3 separate regions of the Ovis aries genome follow, and regions 2 and 3 are each linked to region 1. The links are chromatin contacts, called in public Hi-C maps. All regions are on one chromosome and are shown on one strand. The core of a region is the stretch at or near the end of the contact, and the rest is flanking DNA. Distances in the headings are between cores, read along the strand shown. Region 1 overlaps LOC121820625 (a long non-coding RNA gene). Region 2 holds the start of SOST (sclerostin). Region 3 holds the start of CD300LG (CD300 molecule like family member g).

Region 1 (4,595 bases), core at 175-2,674:
AGGACAACCAGGTTCTAAAAGAACCTGCCCTGGGACTTCCCTGGTGGTCCAGCAGTTAAGACTGAGCTTCCACTGCAGAGGGCTCAAGTTCAATCCCTGGTCAGGGAACTAAGACCCCACGTGCCATGCAGTGTAACCAAAAAGTAAAAAATAAAGATAAAAGAATCTGCCTTACATCACACAATTAGTTTAGTGGCAAGCTCAGACATGGACACCATCCCTTGTCTGCCTCCAGAGTCTCCATTCTCCTATGCTGAGAGCCCAAGAGGATACCAAGAGGGAGAAGGCAAAATTAATATTGAGTGTTGGTATAGGATTATTTATGTCTGGGCAGCGCACATGCCACTAATCAACACAGAGGGAAGCCGGGCAGGAGCAGGAGCAGAAAGGCTTCCACACCCTCAACTTCCAGGTGAGGAAACAGGAGTCCCAAGGATATAAAATCACGTGCTCAATTCAGACAATGAATTCTTTCATCCTTTCGTTCATGCATTTTCCACACCAAGCGCTCGTATGTGTTCTCACTAGAACTTCCGTGGCAAGCAAGCGCTTGAGTGCAGAGGTGTAGCCAATGCCTATGGGGACATTCATCCATGGAGAGATAGCATCTCTCTGGGCAGCCTTTGATCCTTCTCTCTTCTGGATCACCGATCTAACCCTTTTCCCTACAAGCTTTCCCACCCCTGTGAAGCCTGTGACTGTGTGCAGAGCGGCCTGATTCCGGCCAGCCTCCCAAATCACCAAGTCCTCCCGACCTGGTCTTGGTCGAACATCAGAATGCCCCTTCTGTCCCATGTTTCACCCTCATCTTGGGCCATTTGAGATGCAAGTTGACCTTGTCTGAAAGGACAGTCACTGCCACCCAGAATCCTTCTGAAAACCAAGTGCCAAGGGGTGTAAAACAAGAATTGACTGACACAATTCAACCCAGTGAGCGAGGGGTCGGGAACTTGTACTTGCCCGGGTGAATATTCTTTATTTATTTATTTATTTATTTTTATTTCTTGACCATGCTGCCCACCGTGTGGGAGCTTGGTTCCCCAACCAGGGATGGAACCCACGTCCCCTGCAGTGGAAGTGCACAGTCCTAACCACTAGACCACCAGGGAAGTCCCTGGCTGGGGTGAATACTCTTTAGCATAGGAGGGGTGGCATGGTGAGGAGCCATGTACACATCTGTGTGTTTGCATTTGAGGTCTATGGATTTTGTCCCACTGCCACCCCCCTGCATCCACCAACAGCACCCCACCCCATCCCCACTTGTGTGCTCATTCAGGAAGCTTCTATTCACCCAGCATCTCCTCTGCGGCCACCATTGCCCTGAGATCCGGTGATTCAGGGATGAACAAGACACACAGTCTCTACCCAGGAGAAACTCGTGGCCAAATGTGGGAGAAAAACACATGTGCAAAGAATTATAGCTGTGTGTGGTAAGCACCAGAATCGACATATTTGCAAGGGAGGGGAGACAGAAAAACCTCTCATAAAACACCACGTCTGAACTGAGTTAAGAACAAATCAGGGTTCACCCAGTGGGCTGAGAGTGAAGGAGGATGTTCCAGGCAATAGAGAAACATGCCGGGGCATGGCGTGCTCTTAGAACTAGAAGAGTCAAACTCAAGGGAGGCAGAGATGTAAGCAGGGGCGGAGCTCAGTGGGCGGGGTCTGCTGCTAAAGGCTGAAACTAGGGGACCTCAGTCTAAGGTCTGAAAAGACCAATCTTTCAGGTCCAAGTGTGGGAAACTCCTTCCAAGGGAGGTAGGTTCTTTTCTAGCTCTAGCTGGAATCACCATGTTTCAATCTTCTCCATCCTACCCTCTCTCCTTCAGGGTCCTGCAATGCAAAAATCAGAGTTTGCTCTCTGTGAATGAGAGAATGTAATCATCTGAATTAAATAAGTCAAATCAATTTCTTTTCCTAGGCAGGAAGCTTGGCACACTTCAGAGAGAATTCCAGCAAACCCTCCAGAAATAAATAGAGGGCCCAAGATCCACCCAAATGAGCAGTGGCTACAAAGGGTCAGCCAGTTACCAGAAGCCATTTTCTCTGCATAAATCTGCAGCATTACCATATCTGTGCATTACAAAAACACATAAAGGCTATTTATAGGAGGAATAGCAGTGGGTGTGTGCCAAGTACTCGCACCAGGGAGAGGAGTCCCAGAACCTCCACGTATGGCACACGCTACACATGTGTGGACACATGCCCCTGCTAGGTCCCACATCCAAACTCAAAAGGGAGAAGGAAGTTTCTGGGGCCTGTTTTAAGGTGATGGTCACACATACACACATACTTCTCACATACAAGCACAATCACACCCATCCACACTTGCACACACACTACACACTTTCACATATATACTCACACATTTTCTGTGCTCCAGAGAAACAAGACTAGCTTATATGTTAAGGTGCATATGGGCTGGTGAACTCCAGGTCTCATCCAAAACTGGGTCCTTCGCTGCCCAGCAGAGCAATAAGGCTTGGGTGACATCAGCAATGCCGTCCTGTTCCCACAACTAGACTCATGAAAAGTTCACTCTTTTTCCCAGGATGCTTTTGGAGCTATTTTTTGTGCAGTTTATCAGAGTAAAACATATGCCCAGAAACATGCGCAGATCATAAGCGTAGGTTCGATGCCTTTTCACAAAGACCATTCTCAGAACAAGAGGTGGAGCATTTCCTGAACCCCAGATGCCCCCACATGCCTTCTGCCCCAGGAACCACTCTCCTAGCTTCTAAAAGTGTTGCCTGGTTTTGAACTTTTTGTTATACATATATCTACTCTTTTTTAGATCCTATTCCTATATAGGTCATTACAGAGTATTGAGTAGAGTTTCCTGTGCTATACAATAGGTTCTTATTAGTTATCTATTTTATATATAGTAGTGTGTATATCAGAGAAGGCAATGGCAACCCACTCCAGTGTTCTTGCCTGGAGAATCCCAGGGATGGGGGAGCCTGGTGGGCTGCTGTCTATGGGGTTGCACAGAGTCAGACACAACTGAAGGAACTTAGCAGCAGCAGCAGCAGCAGCGTGTATATGTCAATCCTAATCTCCCAATTTATCCCTCTCCCCAACCACTGGTTTTTAACCTTATGTAAATGGAATCAGAAGTTCACTCTGATGTCCGTAATGGCATCCACAGAATGAAAAAATTAATCACATTGATGCCATAGGACAAAAAAAAAAAAAAAAGATTAGGAATCAGAAGTGTAAAGTAGCATTTGTCATGCCTTTTAGATAAAGGATGACCAAGGGCTTTGAAGGGTAAAAATGCACTCCATGGATGCAAGGAGTCCTCTGATTCATCAGGTGAAACTAGCCACCCAGACTGACGCCAGACTTCTTGCTGCTAGAGGTGGGCCCTGGGCTTTCCTGGTGGTCCAGTGGTTCAGAATCCACCTGCCGATGCAGAGGATACAAGCTTGATCCCTGGTCTGGAGAGATTCCACATGTCATGGGGCAATTAAACACATGCACCGCAACTACTGAGCCTGTGCACCTAGAACCCATGCTCTGCAACAGGAAAAGCCACCGCAACAGGAAGCCCAAGCACAGTGCCTAGAGAGTTGCTCATGGAAACTAGAGGAAGTCCTCGAGTAATATCAAAGACCCAGCACAGCCAAAAACAAACAAATACTATTTTTAAGCAAAAACAAGGGGGCCCTGGAAAAGACACCAGCAGACTCTTCCTTCCTTGAACATTTTTCAAAGTGGATTTAAGACCATCCCTTTGAATGTGAACTCAGATCTGGGTCAGAGTTTCAGCTCTGCCACTAACTTCCCGACTCTGGGAAGCCACTTCACTTCTCCACACCTCTGCTATCTCACTGTACAGTGGGGGTGAGAGCAGCAATAGCTGAACTTTCTTGAGCACTTGCTATGTGCCAGGCCCTGCTCCAACTCACTCCCTCCTCTAGACAAGGGCTCAGCAAACTACAGCCTGGCCAAACCCAGTACCCACTCCCACCTGTCTGTGTACAGCTCACAAGCTAAGAACTATCCTCACATTTTTAAGTGGTTAAGCAAAAAAATGATATTTTGTGGCACACGAAAATCATAAGATACTTAAATTTCAGTGTTGCTAAGTAAAGTTTTATTGGAACACAGACATACACATTCATTTAGATCTATGACTGCTTCCAGAGTAGCTGTGACACAGACCTTATGGTCCACGAAGCTTGAAGTATTTACTATCTGCCTTTCTCAGAGAAGGCGATGGCACCCCACTCCAGTACTCTTGCCTGGAAAATCCCATGGACGGAGGAGCCTGGTAGGCTGCAGTCCATGGGGTCGCTGAGTCAGACACGACTGAGAGACTTCACTTTCACTTTTCACTTTCATGCATTGGAGAAGGAAATGGCAACCCACTCCAGTGTTCTTGCCTGGCTTATCTACATGGGCTTCCCTTGTGGCTCAGATGGTAAAGCATCTGCCCGCAATGTGGGAGACCCAGGTTTGATTCCTGGGTTGGGAAGATCCCCTGAAGAAGGAAAGGGCAACTCACTCCAGTATTCTTGCCTGAAAAATTCCATGGACAGAGGAGCCTGGTAGGCTACAGTCCATGGGATCGCAAAGAGTTGGATGCGACT
Region 2 (4,593 bases), core at 1,298-3,797, 160 kb before region 1:
ACAAGTAAAACTGGGGAAATCTGAATAAGACTGGTAAATTGTATCAATGTCAGTATCCTGGCTTTTGCAAGATGTTATCATCAAGAGAAAATGGGCAGAGGGAACAGGAAATTTTCTCTATATTCTTACAAGTGCATGTGAATTTACCATGACTCCAAAATAAAAAGTTTAACTCAATATATGACTTTGTCCAAGGATGTTCATAGCATCGCTGCTGAGGATAGAGGAACGTCGGAAATAACCTAAACTACCAACAACAGAAGTCAGCTAAAACCCTGAGGGTTTAACTCTGGGGAGTAATGTCTAGCTCTGAACAATGACAGGTCTGTGGACTGAATAAATATAAAACTGAATCAGTGTTCAGTGAGAAAGCAGATGGCCTCACAGCAGGTTCTCGCCGAGCCATTCTGTGAAAAGCATGGCTATACCTTGGCAGAGAGTAATTCAAAAGAATGGAGCTAATTTACAGGTTCAAGTCCACTGGATCCTTCTTCTCTTCCTTCTCCTCCTTTTCTCTCCTTCTCACTCTCTCTAAAACATTACTTCTGTTTCAAATGATGAAATCCCGAGCCTCGCCATCCTCTGATCACTGGCTCCTCCTTCCGTCTCCAGCAGATGGCAGAAGTGTTACAAGGATGGTCCCCTCAGTCTCCGTTTCCTAGGAATGAGCTGCAGACCCCAACAGCAGGTGGGGCTCCAGCATCAAGTCCCTCCAGTTCAAGGAATCCAGACATCAGAAATGCCCTCTCAGAACTCCAGGGCAAGAAGTCTGGCCACAATAGGGTTAACGGTCCGCATTCCAGAGTCAGGGAAAAGGAGGCTGGAAGGTCACAGACAAGGGGAGAGGGTTCGGAGGGCCCCCTTCTCACAACACGGCCAGCTCTGTTGGGAGAGATAGATCACCCGCAACAATGGCCACAGCTGTTTTCGTCTGCCCTGAAGGAAACTGACTTGGGAAGCAGGTATCAGAGGGGGCCCTTCCTGCAGGGGCTTCTGTCTGGCTTGTAAAACTGTCAGAGCAGCTGCATTTATGTGTTGAGTGATGGATGATGGAAAGGAGGGACAGACGGCCGCAGATGGACACAGTGACTTACAAGTCGAGGCAGGTGGCAGAGTGTGGGGTGTGCAGGTGGGGTGTGCTGATTCATTGCCCAGTGAAAATACCAAATACCACAGTCCACTTCCCAGCCTCCTTCGAGGCCTGGAGCGAGTGTGCCTCCTCAAACAATCCGTCTGCCACGAACGCTTCCGCGGGTGCGCCTTTCTTTTCCTGCACCTCAGGTGTGAATCTTCCTCCCCCTCCCTGGGCCCTCTTTGTTTTCCAGGGTGTGTTTGTGTGCTCAATCACTCAGTCATGTCCAACTCTTTGCAACGTTATGGACTATAGCCTGCCAGGCTCCTCTGTCCATGGGACTCTCCAGGCAAGAATACTGGAGTGGGTTGCCATACCTTTCTCCAGGGGATCTTTCCAACCCAGAGATAGAACCCAGGTCACCAGCATTGTGGGCGACCTGAGCCACCAGGGAAAGGTAGCGATTCCTTCTGAGCTCTCTGTGGCTAGCTGGACCTGGTACTGCTTCACCGAATGCATCCATCCCATGCTCTGCACCAATAAGGTTTTCCACACAGGACTCAAAGCGGGTTTTGAAAAATGTAATGGTCTGGGAAACAAGAAAAAAAAAATGTCAGCACTAAAAATGCTGGCTTCCACTTTTGCTAAGAAAAGGGATTTTGTGCTCTCTACTTCTACCCACAGCATGGCCCGGGAAATAACTGCCCGTGGCACATCAGCCTGCCAAGAAGTGCCTGTCACCAAGCACAAGATCTCCAGGGAGCCTGAGCCGAGGTTTCCTCCTTGTCTCCATCACCAGAGCCTGTTGACCTCTCACCCTGGCCTGGAAACCAGAATCCCTGCCCCCTCGGAAGTAGAAGCCCCTGCTGTGACCCTCCAGATTTCCCTCTTGCCTTCCAGAGGGATGATGACAAGAGGGGCCTTCTTGGTCAGGATAATTGATGCTGAGCCACATGTAGGCCAATGAGAGTTCTTAAAAAGCTGCCTTCTGCCTCTGCCTGGGTCCGTGGGGGCCAATAGACACCATCGTTTTATTTTGGTGGGGTGACAAATGAACTTGGCCTGAGAGGTGGGATCAGCAGGGCTAAGACCTGCAGAGAACTCAGAGCTGTAGTTTGCTTCATTAAGCTAGTGCTGAGTTTGTTTTGAGAAAGCCTGAGGGGCCCAGGGAGGTAGAGATGAGGAGCTGGAGCTCGTTTTGATATCCGAAAACTGCAGCCGCCTGCACGTGGGAGGCGCTGAGAGCAGGCTTGCCTCACACGCCCCCCTCACCATTGGTCACCTGGGAGCACCAGCAGCAATTTGGGAGATTTCTGAGCTCAAGGAGGAGTCTTTGGGGAGGGCTTGCCTGGAGCACACCCCGTTCCCTCCTCCTGGGCTGAGGGAAGCATGGGACCAGCCCTGCCCCAGCCTGTCCTCATTGGCTGGCATGAGGCAGAGGGGGCTTTAAAAAGGCAAACGTGTCCAGGCTGGGGACTGGAGCCTGTGCTACTAGGAAGGCCGAGTGCCCTCCTCCAGCTGGCACTATGCAGCTCTCTCTTGCCCTGTGTCTCGTCTGCCTGCTGGTGCATGCAGCCTTCCGCGTGGTGGAGGGCCAGGGGTGGCAGGCCTTCAAGAATGATGCCACGGAAATCATCCCTGAGCTGGGCGAGTACCCCGAGCCTCTGCCAGAGCAGAACAACAAGACCATGAACCGGGCGGAGAACGGAGGGAGACCTCCCCACCACCCCTTTGAGACCAAAGGTATGTGACGCAGGAGAGTATTTTTAGCATAAGGGTCCTGGGAAGGTTCTCTTTGGGACTGTTACCAGCACCAGTGGACAGACAACTTTGCCAGGAAGCCAGGGAAAGATGCCATGTCAGCTGTATCCTTAGAACTCAAGTGCGAGGGCGTGGGGCTGACAGGGTCCTGGGAGTGAAAGTGCAGAGCAGGAGGGAGGCTGCGGTGGTGGGTGCAGCTCTGGGACAGGCTCAGGGGCTCAGAAAGGAGATTTCAAAGAATCCCCTCCTGAGAAGAGAGGAGTAGGGTCCAACTGCTGACCCCACTGGGGAGGGGACAAGACAAGGGAGCTTCACGTCTGTGAGCACCCGCTAGATGCAGTCGCTACATGGACTATGCCTGGACCGTACCCCAGGGAACTCCCAAGGTCCTCCTCCCAAGGAGGCTTCAGAGATGAAGTGGCTTGTTAAGCCAGCTGAGATTTGAAGCTAGTTTGATCCAATTACAAGACAGCCCTGGAAGGGGACTACATAGGGGATGTCGGAGGCCAAAAGTCACAACGAATCCTGGCAAAGCAGTGAGAAAGGGACGCCAGAGGGGCACCCCTTCAGCCCCCACCACCCATGATCTACCCAGTGAGCTGGCCCTTGAAGGAATGGGCGCTGCAGCTACCTGAGTGGGGGCCCTGGAGGGGAAGCAGCATCCTTGGGGCCGGGCATGGACACAGGTGGCACCCTCTGTCCTGAGTCGCCACCCTAGATCTAGCCTTGCCTCCTTCCTGGGAGGGAGCCTGACCCTAGTGAAAGGGCAGAGACCCCACCTGGGTCCCTGGCTGGGTCTGCACAGAGAAGCCTGAGGGGCAGCATGCGTAGCTGGCTCTGCAGATGGCAGGAATGGCTGGGGGCAGGGGGCCGGAATGATGCTTCAGAGGAAGGCCCTCTGGCCGCAGTCCAGGTGGGAGAGGAGTCCACAGCCCTGGCCCTGGGATCCCATCCTGCCCTGCCTCCCAACCAGCTGGGAATGGGGGCTCTGCAGAGGGCACGCCAGAGGAGCCGTGCCTCTCCCCTGCTCCTGCCCAGGGAAGATCAAGTAAACTCAAGGGATGGGCTGTAAGGAACCCAAGATGTCCACCTCTCTGGGTTCCCATGAATGCCACAGGTGCAGAGGAAGCCACGTGCTCCGGAGTCACCCTGTGCAGAGGAAGCACTTGACCTAGGGGTACTATTCTTGGAAAGCCCCAAGCCTCCTTCCCTGGGCAAACAGGCCGCCCCCACACACCACCCCTGCGGGCCTAGGAGCAGGGGCAAGGGTGCCAAACCAGACCAGAAACAAAAGGCCAGCTGGGGGCGGAAGGTAACCCCCCACACACCCTGCTGCTGTGCTTATTCTACAAGGTAGGGGTGTGGGGGGCTGGCCTTGTCTGTCTCCTCTCTGGTTTTGGTCATAGGACTATTTTTCATCCCTTTGTGTCACATTGAAACTGTCCCTATGAGACCCCTGGGGATGGACAGGTGCTCACATGAGGACCAGCTGTTTAAAAAAGCTCCTACCAGTCTAAGTCCATAGTAGGAGACATGATCAAGGTGTCTTCAGGCATCAAGCCAGACCTTAGAGCCCAATCTTCCCCCGCCCAGGGAGCAGGTCTATGCCACCATTGGGTGTCCACAGAATAGCACAGAAGAGATGAGCCCAGCGCCCAGCACAGTGCCTGGTACACACCAGGTACTTAGTAAGTGTTTGTGGCAACTGAAGCTTTAGGTTTTCAGTCAGATCTTAGCCCCCTGATAGGGAAGGAACGATA
Region 3 (4,804 bases), core at 1,210-3,709, 240 kb before region 1:
CATACGGAGAGGTTGCTGGGTGAGAAGAGATCCTTGCAAATGGAGAAGCTCCTGGGTGGAGAGAGGTCCCTGCATACGGAGAGGTTGCTGGGTGAGGAGAGATCCTTGCAAATGGAGAAGCTGCTGGGTGAGGAGAGATCCTTGCAAATGGAGAAGCTGCTGGGTGGAGAGAGGTCCCTGCATACGGAGAAGCTGCTGGGTGAGGAGAGATCCTTGCAAACGGAGAGGTTGCCGGGTGAGGAGAGGTCCCTGTGTACAGAGAAGCTGCTGTGTGCTTGGACAGGGAGGTCCCTGCGAACGGAGAGGCCTCAGCCTCTGTCTTCCCCAGCTTGGCTGTGGTGACTGTCAGGAGGAGACCAGTAGAAGGTACAAGTCCAAAAGCAATGCCTCAGCACCTTCCCTGATCCTTGATTCCCAGCATCCTCAGACCTCTGGCTCTTGACCCCTGAGCCCTAGTCTCCCTAGGACTAATTTCTCAGAACCTCCCCAGCTACAGGGCACCCCAAACAGAGGTCTCAATGAAATTGTTTTGAGGACTTCCCTGGTGGTCCAGTGGTTAAGAATCTGCCTGTCAGTGCAGGGGACATGGGTTTGATCCCTGGTCCGGAAAGATCGCACATGCCCCGGAGCAGCTAAGCCCTTAAGCCACAACTACTGGGCCCACACGCCTGTGCTCCACAACAAGGGAAGCCACCGCAGTAAGTGTCGTCAGAAGCCCGTGCACTGCAACAAAATGTAGCCCTTGCTCACTGCAACTAGAGAAAGCGCTAAAGACCCAGCATAGCCAAAAAAAAGAAAGAAAGAAACTGTATTGAACAAGCAGGTCACACCTCAGGAACACCCCTCTTGTGTTGCAGTCTGTTCTCTATTGTGAAGTGAAGTGAAGTCGCTCAGTCGTGTCCGACTCTTTGCAACCCCGTGAACTGTAGCCCACCGGGCTCCTCCATCTTTGGGATTCTCTAGGCAAGAATACTGGAGTGGGTTGCTATTTCCTTCTCCAGGGGAACTTCCCGACCCAGGGATTGAACCCACGTCTCCGGCATTGCAGGCAGACGCTTTAACCTCTGAGCCACCAGGGAAGTCCTCTGTTGGGAGGTGCAATTCCCCTGCCCCCAACTCCATGACCCTGAATCCCTCCCAGGGAAGGAGGGATGTGTGTTACCTGGAAAGACAAGCAGAGAGACTGACATAGTCTTATCGAAGCCCAGTTTTTTGACCCCACACCAGTACTTCCCCGTGTCCTTCAGGGTGAGGTTCCTCAGGATGACCGTGAACCTGTTCTCCCGCGGGTTGTCGTGGACCGACACCCTTCCCTCCTGGCCGTATTCTCCAGAGAAGACAGTCCCAGTGCAGCGGGAGATGAAGAGCCCGGCCTCGCGGCACCAGTATTTCTGGTGCTTCTTTAGCTCCTCCCCGTAGGTGCATTGCAGGGACACAGTGTCACCTTCGAAGCCACTGATCTCCTTTGGGTCCACCACCGATCCGTAACCTGAAACCACAGCACATGAGAAGACGGGAATTCCCTGATTTGAGCTCCAAGGTCAAGACCAGAAGGTGTTCCTCAGTCACTCCCTTCTTGGGGCAACCCTGGTAAGAGCTGGTATTCCACTCTGCCACCGAGGGACCTTGGGGCAGGGCTGTTAGTGTTTCCCTAAACCTGGTGTATTGAAGGCTAGTGATGGGGAAACTCTAGATTTAGACAGCCGGGAGTTTGAATCCCAGCACAGCTGCTTAGTAGCTGTGTGATCCTGGGAAAACTGCTTGACCCCTCTAAGTTTCTCTAAGTTCCCAAGTTTTCTATTACCTATAGATAACATGTCCTATGTCACTGAATTAAGATGTTATCATATGTAAGAGCTGCCATGATTTCACATAACATTAAAAAAAAGTCAATGGGACTGACATCAGTTATAAGATACATCCTAAATTTTATGTTTAAAAATTTAAAAAAAAGCAGGCTTGTGAATTGATGAAATGTAATAATTCTTCATCTCTCAGGGTTGTTGTGAGCGCTGCAGCAGAAGTTCAAGAAATATTTGCTGAGTTTAGTATAAGGGGTGTCTTCTCAGCTCCCTGGCTGGCACCGAGTCAGGAAATGAAGACAAAAGAGGCAAAGCTTCGCTCACAGCCATTTAGCCATGAGGGGTCCAGGACCCTCAGGTCTGGGGGGAGACCTGGCTCTCGGTTCCACGAACAGCAAGTGGCCCCTCTGAGGGTTGAGCACGAGGAGTAGGGTGGGGCGAAGCCTGGATGGATCAGGCGGCGGGGCTGCGTCACAGCCCCAGCGAATGTAGATTCAGGAGGTCCCTCTAGCAGACACAGGGGGCGAGCTTGGGGATGAGCCCCACATCCCTCCACCCTCGTCCCCATCTCACCTGGGAGCACGAGGCAGCCCCATAGCATGAGGAGGGGCCGCATGGTGAGCGCCGGGCCACTCGGGAGCGCACAGCTGGGCAACTGGGAGCTCCTCTTTTGGCTACACGGGGCTTTAACTTCCTCCAGAAGCAGATGGAGACCAGGAAGGGAGGGGAGGGGCCGTGCGGGTCCTGGAGGCGGAGGAGGCGCCTCCGCTGTTCCCTCTACTGCCCCTCAGCACGCGCAGACCCCACCCTGAAAACCCACGGAGCGCTTCTCCCAAACTCCCGCAGGAGATCCTAACTCCAGAGGGCCTGTGTGTAGAATTCAGGGAGTCCCTGAATCTGGGTGGGAAAATAGTACATCCTTACTTCCACTAACCTTGAAGTAACATTTATCTTTTTCTTAGGAGTCGTGTTTGCCGTGCTGTGCTGCGCTTAGTCGCTCAGTCGTGTCCAACTCTTTGCGACTCCATGGACTGTAGCCCGCCAGGCTCCTCTGTCCATGGGGATTCTGTCGCCAATTAAAAGTCATGACACTAGCACTTCAACTTGTCACCGATAGCGTGAAATACTGTCTGTGCACCTCCCCACTTAGTTATTGGACCTGCCACTACAGTAAGTTATTTAAAGTGCTAATGAAAAAGCATATTTATTATAGCGTTACATAATTATAAATATTTTAATAACCTCTTCAATATTATTGGTTTTCTTTTAAACGTATATTTTGTCTTATACGTTTAAAAGACCATTATTCTCAGACGTGGTGCATAAGCTTCAGCCAGCTGCCCCTTGTCCCCATCACTCCCCGAAGGGCGCAGTATCGCCCTAGGCCACTAGGCGGCGGTGCAGACGGAGGTGAGGGAAGCTGTCCGGCTGGGCGGAGCCGGGTACTTGGAGCCACCTGCAGGCCACGCAGAAAGGCTGGGCTCCCCAGGAGCACTGGGTTCTCTTGGCCTTTTAAAAAGTGAGCTAGAGGTTTCCCACGGTGGAACCGAATCCTTGAAAGGGAACAAAACAAACACACACGCTGGAGGGTGTCCTGGCATATCGTTTTCCCCAAAGAGCTCTGTCGGTTGTTTTTTCTGACTCCAAAGTCATACACGTTCTAAGCAAAATTTTACATAATGCAGAAATGTTAAAAAGAAAAAGAGAGAGAGAGAGAGAGAGAGAAGAATGAGAGTGTTTGTTATTTCCCTCTTTCCTTAGAAAACCACTGTTAATGTTTTAGCATATGTATTTCCATATGTACAGGTGGAACTTTTACCCACTTGCTGGGCTAATACTTGAAGCATCAATTAACTCAGTGGTTCTGGGAAAGGAGATTGTATGTGTGTGTGATTCTGGTGATGTGGGAATTACGTTTTATTTTCTTTTATTTTTCACTGAAGTATAGTTGATTTGGGGTCTTCCCTGGTGGCTCAGTGGTAAAGAATCTGCCTGCCAATGGGTTCTTGGGTTTGGGAAGATCCCCTGAAAAAGGAAATGGCAACTCACTGCAGTACCCTTGCCTGGGAAATTCTGTGGACAGAGGAACCTGGGGGGCTATAGTCCATGGGCTCTCAAAAGAGTTGGACCACAACTTACTGACTAAGCAACAACAAAATAGTTGAATTACAGTGTTGTGTCAATTAGGAGATATGTTTTAATTTCACAACATTGTGGGGGGAGCTGCTGACATTTAATGGGCAGGGACAGGAGTTCAAAAGGGTAAGAATTCTGTTATGGTCTCAGACTACGAAAGGTAATCACAGTTTTAAAAACACAGATCAAAATAATTTTAATTCTAGTGTTTAATAGTGTATCAGCTCTTTTTTGGGGGTGGTCCTTACACAGAATAATTTCTGATCTTGTTTTCCTTAAATCCTAACTCATTTCTTTTAAGCAGGGGCAAGCATCTGACACTTGATTGTGTTATTCCAGTGTCATGGGGCCTCAGCATCAACACTTTGAAAAAAGTGAAGTGAAGTCGCTCATTCGTGTCCAACTCTTTGCAACCCCATGGACTGTAGCCTACCAAACTCCTCTGTCCATGGGGTTTTCCAGGCAAGAATACTGGAGTAGGTTGCCATTTCCTTCTCCAGGAGATCTTCCTGACCCAGGGATTGAACCCGAGTCTCCTGCATTATAGACAGACGCTTTACCATCTGAGCCACCAGGGAACTCAGTACTTTGAAATATGTGTTACTTGGCTACAAATTGTTTTCCTTTGATTTTTTTCCCCTTCTATTACAGCCCAGGCATTATACTGTCATTTTTAAAAATTAGGTGTGTGAGAAAGCATGTTATTTATGATATTTTGGGAGAGTAAAGGCAGTGTGCCAAAATTTTTTTTTATGGAGGAGTGGCATCTCCTGTGCGCCCCCCTATTCCCTTCATATGTATTATGATGTCCTTCCCGTCCACCCCACCATCTCCACCCTTAGCCAGGAAAGAGGGAGGTCTGACAA

What was found. A called contact is a pair of places that touch in the nucleus more often than the background predicts.
Region 2: a contact with region 1 is called in a Hi-C map of skin fibroblasts, with 2.6 times the contacts expected there. The contact joins the promoter of SOST here to the enhancer-like site in region 1. A contact is called at or near these places in 4 of 16 Hi-C or Micro-C datasets (hypothalamus, skin fibroblasts and tail adipose tissue).
Region 3: a contact with region 1 is called in a Hi-C map of skin fibroblasts, with 2.6 times the contacts expected there. The contact joins the promoter of CD300LG here to the enhancer-like site in region 1. A contact is called at or near these places in 2 of 16 Hi-C or Micro-C datasets (retroperitoneal adipose tissue and skin fibroblasts).

What each region holds. Positions count from the first base shown.
Region 1 is chr11:43,231,855-43,236,449 of ARS-UI_Ramb_v3.0, reverse strand. The region is part of intron 1 of LOC121820625 (a long non-coding RNA gene); the gene reads right to left. Among named protein-coding and RNA genes, the nearest start is that of ETV4, 28 kb to the right of the region's middle. Within about 2 kb of position 1,424, at least 2 of the 54 cell types and tissues checked have an H3K27ac peak or open chromatin away from gene starts, as enhancers often do.
Region 2 is chr11:43,394,421-43,399,013 of ARS-UI_Ramb_v3.0, reverse strand. SOST (sclerostin) reads left to right here and starts at 2,547. Exons shown (of 2, transcript XM_015098809.3): 1 at 2,547-2,815. The coding sequence starts at 2,599. It overlaps LOC132657351 (a long non-coding RNA gene), which reads right to left. Exons shown (of 2, transcript XR_009595359.1): 2 at 1-1,661.
Region 3 is chr11:43,476,280-43,481,083 of ARS-UI_Ramb_v3.0, reverse strand. It overlaps CD300LG (CD300 molecule like family member g), which reads right to left and starts at 2,459. Exons shown (of 6, transcript XM_060394919.1): 1 at 2,376-2,459; 2 at 1,163-1,489; 3 at 1-69. The coding sequence starts at 2,418.